2 separate regions of the Neogale vison genome follow, and region 1 is linked to region 2. A link is a contact called in public Hi-C data. All regions are on one chromosome and are shown on one strand. The core of a region is the stretch at or near the end of the contact, and the rest is flanking DNA. Distances in the headings are between cores, read along the strand shown.

The links. A called contact is a pair of places that touch in the nucleus more often than the background predicts.
Region 1: a contact with region 2 is called in a Hi-C map of muscle, with 5 times the contacts expected there. The contact joins the promoter of ADM here to the enhancer-like site in region 2. A contact is called at or near these places in 2 of 3 Hi-C or Micro-C datasets (muscle and tongue).

What each region holds. Positions count from the first base shown.
Region 1 is chr7:158,423,038-158,425,913 of ASM_NN_V1, forward strand. It overlaps ADM (pro-adrenomedullin), which reads left to right and starts at 1,316. Exons shown (of 4, transcript XM_044258815.1): 1 at 1,316-1,464; 2 at 1,921-2,039; 3 at 2,188-2,337; 4 at 2,549-2,876. The coding sequence starts at 1,942. The coding sequence ends at 2,864.
Region 2 is chr7:157,911,682-157,914,489 of ASM_NN_V1, forward strand. No RefSeq gene overlaps it. Among named protein-coding and RNA genes, the nearest start is that of SWAP70, 74 kb to the left of the region's middle. Within about 2 kb of position 1,355, the one cell type or tissue checked has open chromatin away from gene starts, as enhancers often do.

The sequences.
Region 1 (2,876 bases), core at 66-2,565, 510 kb after region 2:
GGGTCAAAGATCAGGAGGTGGCTGTTTTCTGTAAACTCTACAGCGATTAACATACGTGGAGCATTAGTGTGCTCCTGGGCAGTAAATCCTCACGTTTTCAATGGGTGAATGAAGGGGCGCCTCCATGGCTCAGTCATTGGGTGTCTGCCTTTGGCTCTGGTTATGATCCCAAGATCCTGGGATCCAGCTCCACATTGGGCTCCCTGCTGAATGGGAAGCCTGCTTCTCCCTCTCCCTTTCCCACTCCCCACTGCTTGTGTTCCCTCTATCCCTATGTCTTTCTCTGTCAAATAAATAAAAACTTTTAAAAAAACAACAACAGGGGTGCCTGGGTGGCTCAGCGGGTTAAAGCCTCTGCCTTAAGTTCAGGTCATGATCTCCCCGTGTCCTGGGATGGAGCCTGGCATCAGGCTCTTTGCTCAGCGGGGAGCCTGCTTCCTCCTCTCTTTCTGCCAGCCTCTCTGCCTACTTGTGATCGCTGTGTGAAATAAATAAATAAAATCTTTAAAAACAACAAACAATGGGTGAATGAAATCTCCGAGGGCATCAAGGCAAACTCTCAGGTTGTACCCTTGTGAGGAATAACTGTATTACAAGGGGGGAGGGTGAGGAACGAAACAGCATTGTCCATTCTAATTTTGGTTATTCCCTTATTTCCAAATAGGCAATTCAATTCTGAAACTTCAGATAATTCTCCCCTCCAAATCCCAATTCTCAAATCAGCCTTTCCGAGACTTGCCCCTATTGCGAAATCTTACTAGCCCATCCCAGAACTTTGGAGTCTCAGCCTCTCTGGGGGTGCTGGCGAGCCCCACTCCTCTAGTCTCTGCTGGGTGTCCTGCCCCTGCGGCTCCGGGGGAGTCTGGGGTCGCGTCCAGGTCAGGAGCCTAGCCGGCAGGGGGCGCGGTCCACTCGAGGCCACCGCTCCCGAGGGCCGGGGCTCCGGATATCCCCGTGGTACCCCCCGCTGACTCTCGCAGTTCTGTGCCAGTAGGCCTCGCACTCTGGGTTGCACAGGTCCTGAGTAAGGACCCCAAGAGGTGGTATCGGCTCTACTTCGCCCTGGTTTATATTCTGAAGTTTGTGCCCTGGGAGTTAGGGTTGTGACAGTTCCTACAACAACCTTTGGAGCTCCGGTCTGAGTCTTCTGGTACGAGGGACCCCCACCCCTCCACCCCCAAACCTTGGGACAAGCAATGCGCGCGCTACAGAGCAGAAGCCCGCGCGCGCCCGAAGAATGGGAGGGTGCAAGGGCAGCTCAGGCCCCGCCCCCTGTGCTCCTATAAAGCCGAGGAACCAGAGCCGGCCAGTCAGTGGTTTCTTGGTGACATTAGGCGGAACAACTCGAGAGCCTTGCAACCTCTGGTTTCTCATCGCAGCTTGGACGCTAGGGTTTTCCCAGTGCCAGAGCGACGTCTCAGACTTTATATTCTCCCAGATCTTGGCAGATCACCCCATCAGCAGGTAGGCGCCGCAGGCTGGGCGGATACGCTGTGTGGCGGGGGGCGCGGGGAGGACGGACTTTTGAGTACTGGAGTCGAGGAGTGTAGTGGGTGAGGGTTACAACCCATTTTGTAAGGTTCTCTGTGGATTGCGTCCCATACACTGGGCCCAGCCGTGCACACCATTGGAACTGCAGAGACCCAGTCCTTCCTACTGTGCCACCCAAATTCCCAGAAGTCGAGCAGGAAATCTCTGGGAGGGAGCCTGGCTCTGGGCAGAGGCCTCCCCTCCGGGGCCGTCACCCGCCCGGCGGGTGCAAATGCCGCTGGCGCCTCTCTGCGCCCGGGCGAGATAAGCGTCTGAGCCAGGCGGAGCGCAAGCTGAGTCGGCCAGCGCCCCCCACCCCCGCCCTCTGTGCCCCGCCCGGGCCCTGCTGCTGGTGGGGTGCTCACGCTCGGTCCCTGTCTCTCCTTCCAGGGTCTGCGCATCGCCGCCAGCATGAAGTTGGTTCCCGTCGCCCTCATGTACCTGGGCTCCCTCGCCTTCTTGGGCGCGGACACCGCACGGCTCGACGTGGCGTCAGAGTTCCGAAAGAAGTGAGTCGCAGATAGCTCCGTCTCCAATCCTTGCACCTGGGAGACGAGGGAAACTGGCTATTTGCCCCGAGTTGGAAGTAGATAGGAGTCGGTCGGGACCGGGACCTCGCCTGGATGCATGCGAATCGAGTCTGTCTGTGTTTTCTAGGTGGAATAAGTGGGCTCTCAGTCGCGGGAAGAGGGAACTTCGGGTGTCCAGCAACTATGCCACCGGGCTCACGGACGTGAAGGCCGGGCCTGCCCAGAATCTCATTCGGCCCCAGGACGTGAAGGGCGCCTCTCGCAACCCCCAGGCCAGGTAACTATGCCCTGCACTGAAGCTGGGTGGGCACGGGGAAATCTCCTCCACTACCCTGGCCCTAGGGGATCGTCAGGGCTGTCTGGCGGTTCAGACGGCGGTAGCAGTTTCCAGTCCCCTCTGGTCCTTGAATGGCTCGGATTCTTTGTGGCTGGGGCCAAAGCCCTGTTTGATAGGGGTCTCATGTTACCTTCCTTCCCTTTCCCAGCAGTCCGGACGCTGCCCGCATCCGAGTCAAACGCTACCGCCAGAGTATGAACAATTTCCAGGGCCTGCGGAGCTTCGGTTGCCGTTTCGGCACATGCACCGTGCAGAAACTGGCGCACCAGATCTACCAGTTCACGGACAAGGACAAGGACGGCGTCGCCCCCAGGAGCAAGATTAGCCCCCAGGGGTACGGCCGCCGGCGCCGGCGCTCGCTGCCTGTGACCGGCCCGAGCCGGACTCCGTTGCTCCCAGAGCCACTGGCGCGCGGGGCTCCGGCCTCCCGGGTGCATCAGGTGCTCGCCAACCTCATTAAGATATAAGCGCCTGTGGCA
Region 2 (2,808 bases), core at 105-2,604:
TGCCTTTCCTAAGAGAGTTAATGCCAGTTTATGTGAAGGATGGACCATCAGTCCTAGGGTCTCAAGTCCTAGTCTCTATTTCTCCTAATAGAGATACTAGAAAGTCTTTCAAAATTCCCTGATGGACAAGTCAATTAGGCCCCCTCCCTGATTTTTTTTTTTTTTTTTTAAATAACGTTTGGGGGCTCTCGGGTGGCCCAGTCAGTTAAGCAACCGACTTGATTTCAGCTCAGCTCATGATCTCAGGGTAGTGGAATCTAGCCCCGCATCCCCGCATCCTTGAACCCGGTTTCAAGCTGGGTGCAGCATCTGCTTGGGATTCTCTCTCTTTCCCTTTGACCACTCCCCAAAATAAATAAAATCTTTAAAAAAATGTTTGTAGTTTTTTCTCATCACAAAGTAGTACATACCAAATGTGGAAAATGGAGACAAAGGAAGTATGCAGAGAGAATAAAATACCGCTCTAATCCCACCCTCCAGGGACAATGGACCATGGTTGCCCGGGGTCTCAGGCCTACTTTCCGCTGGAAGGAGGGACACGACCGCCCCCATAAGAGACGAGCCCCCTATCCAGAGTCTTCCTGGCAGGTCCTGAAGCAGCCCAGACTCAGGAGCAGTGAGCTGTTGGTGCCTTTTGGGGGAATGACCCTGTGTCCCTGCAGCGCGTGGCGAGGAAGAGACGGGGATGCAGGATGCCGGCCTGGGCGATGCCGCTGGGGGCCGCCAGGTGGCAGGCGTGCGCCGCGGCCACGTTCCCGGCCGCGCTGCCGTCCCTTGTCGCACCCGCAGTAGGGCGGTCCCATTGGGGCGGGTGGGAGCGCCAGTGGGTGGTGGCCGTGTCTGCCAAGGACTGAGGAAACCCATGGGCACTGAGCCTACCGGAGGCGGCCGTGGGCAGTACCACTGTGTCATCAACAGCCCAAAAAGGTGTTGTTTTTTCCCTGCTTTACCGATGAGGGGAATGTGGTAATTGCCCAAGGGCAGGCAGTGGTGGATGGGGGACAAAACCCAGGTGTCCGGACTCAGAGCCTCTCCCAGCCCTTGGGCATGTACCACAGGCCTGCAGTGCCTGCCTGCTTGGGGAACCTGGGAAGTGCCCTGCTGATAGTTTGAGGCATTCAGGTCATGGCTCACCCCTCCCTGCTGCCCCCAGCACACCCAGCCCGGGCCCTGTTCCTGTAAGAGCCTAGGAAGGGACAGTCCTCTCCCCTCTGTGTCGTCTGTGGACAGGCTTGGCTGGGGGGCCCCCAGGACCGGGATGAGAGTGGGTGAGGAGGGAGGGGGAGCAGCCAACAAGCAGGGGCCTGTTTCCTGACTGGTCTGACCCTGGCTGTCCCTGCGGAGGCCCCAGCAAACGGAGCAAGGTCATCCAGGGCGAAATTCCAGCCTGAGCCCTGAGCAGGAACTTCGGTTTTGCTGATAAGGCTCAAGAAGCGACACCAAGTGGCCTCCCCACACCCCCACCCTGTCAGCACCTCCACTCCTGTGAAGCCTCTGCTGCAGACAGTCTGCCTCGGAAAGAGACAAAGATAGACCCTTGGGCAGATAAGGAGAGAGACCGCCGGGGATAGACGGGTCAAGGAGCACAGAGGAAGAAGACCAGGGAGGGACCAGGCGGTGCCATAACTGAGGCTGGGGATCTGGAGCCCCAGAGGCTGGAAATGCTGCCGGGGTTGTGCCTGCTAAGGCTGCAACTGGGAGGTGGAGAAAGATGGGATCATGGCTGAAACGGGAGAGGTTGGGGTATGGGAAGAAAATGGATTGGGCTGGCCGCTCTGTACCCCTCAGCCTGGTTCCTAATGTACGCAGACCTGGCACTCGTGGGTGGGGGAGACGGAGGAGTCCGCATGGGGCACAGTCTCTAGGCTCCAGGAGGCCAGGCCGGAGAGGTTGGGATGAGGGCCCTTTGCCAGGGGAGGGGCGGAAGCAGTGGGGCCCGGATCCCTTACTGGAGGCCGCTGACTTGGGACTTTGTCCCTGCACACTCTGTGCAGAATATGTGCACCCAGCACTGGCTGTTTGGCTTGGCAAGTGAGCAAGGTGTAAACTCACAGCTGGCCTGGGGGCACCCAGTCCTGGAATGCAGCTGAGTCAGTCACAACTGCTTCCCGCACCCCCTGGGGGCAAGGGCTCGAGTGGCACACACAGTCCTATCCGCACAGGTACGGTACAGACGCCGCGTATGGCTGAGTCACAGCTGCCTCCTTGGAGAGCACGTGCCTGCACGCACAGGCTCACAGGTGCCCGCAGATGCCGCTGAGCCCCGATCCTGAGTCACAGGCAGCGTGGAACCCTGAGGAGGGTGCTGAGAGTATGTTCTGCCGTCCCCATTTCTACATAGATACCCACATATACTTGCACACACACACACATGCCCACCACACATCCTGCTGTGCCTGGCCCGTCATACGAGGGGATCAGTAACTCTATGGGGAATGAATCAGTGAGGGACCGAAAGAATGAATAAGCAGGTACGTGCGAATGTGAGTGACGCTCACACTGCTTGGATAGGTAAAATTGGTTGGGGCAGCGCAGCAGGGTGGGTCCCTAGTCTATGTCTGTAGGGAGTTGTCTTGCTCCAAATATAGCCTCCGTGGGCGGCAGGGAGCCAGGGCTGCCTCCCAAACTGTGACTTCACTGGGCCTCAGGCCCAGCCTCTGAGGAGCTGGAGAAAATTAACAGAGAAGAGGCCCCAGCTTTCTGCAGCCCAGGCTGAGCTGTGACACTGGAGTTAGTGGTGACAGTGTACTCTGGAAATGTCACTTGCTCAGGGGCTTGAGCTATAGGGCAGAGGGCTCTGTAGATGGG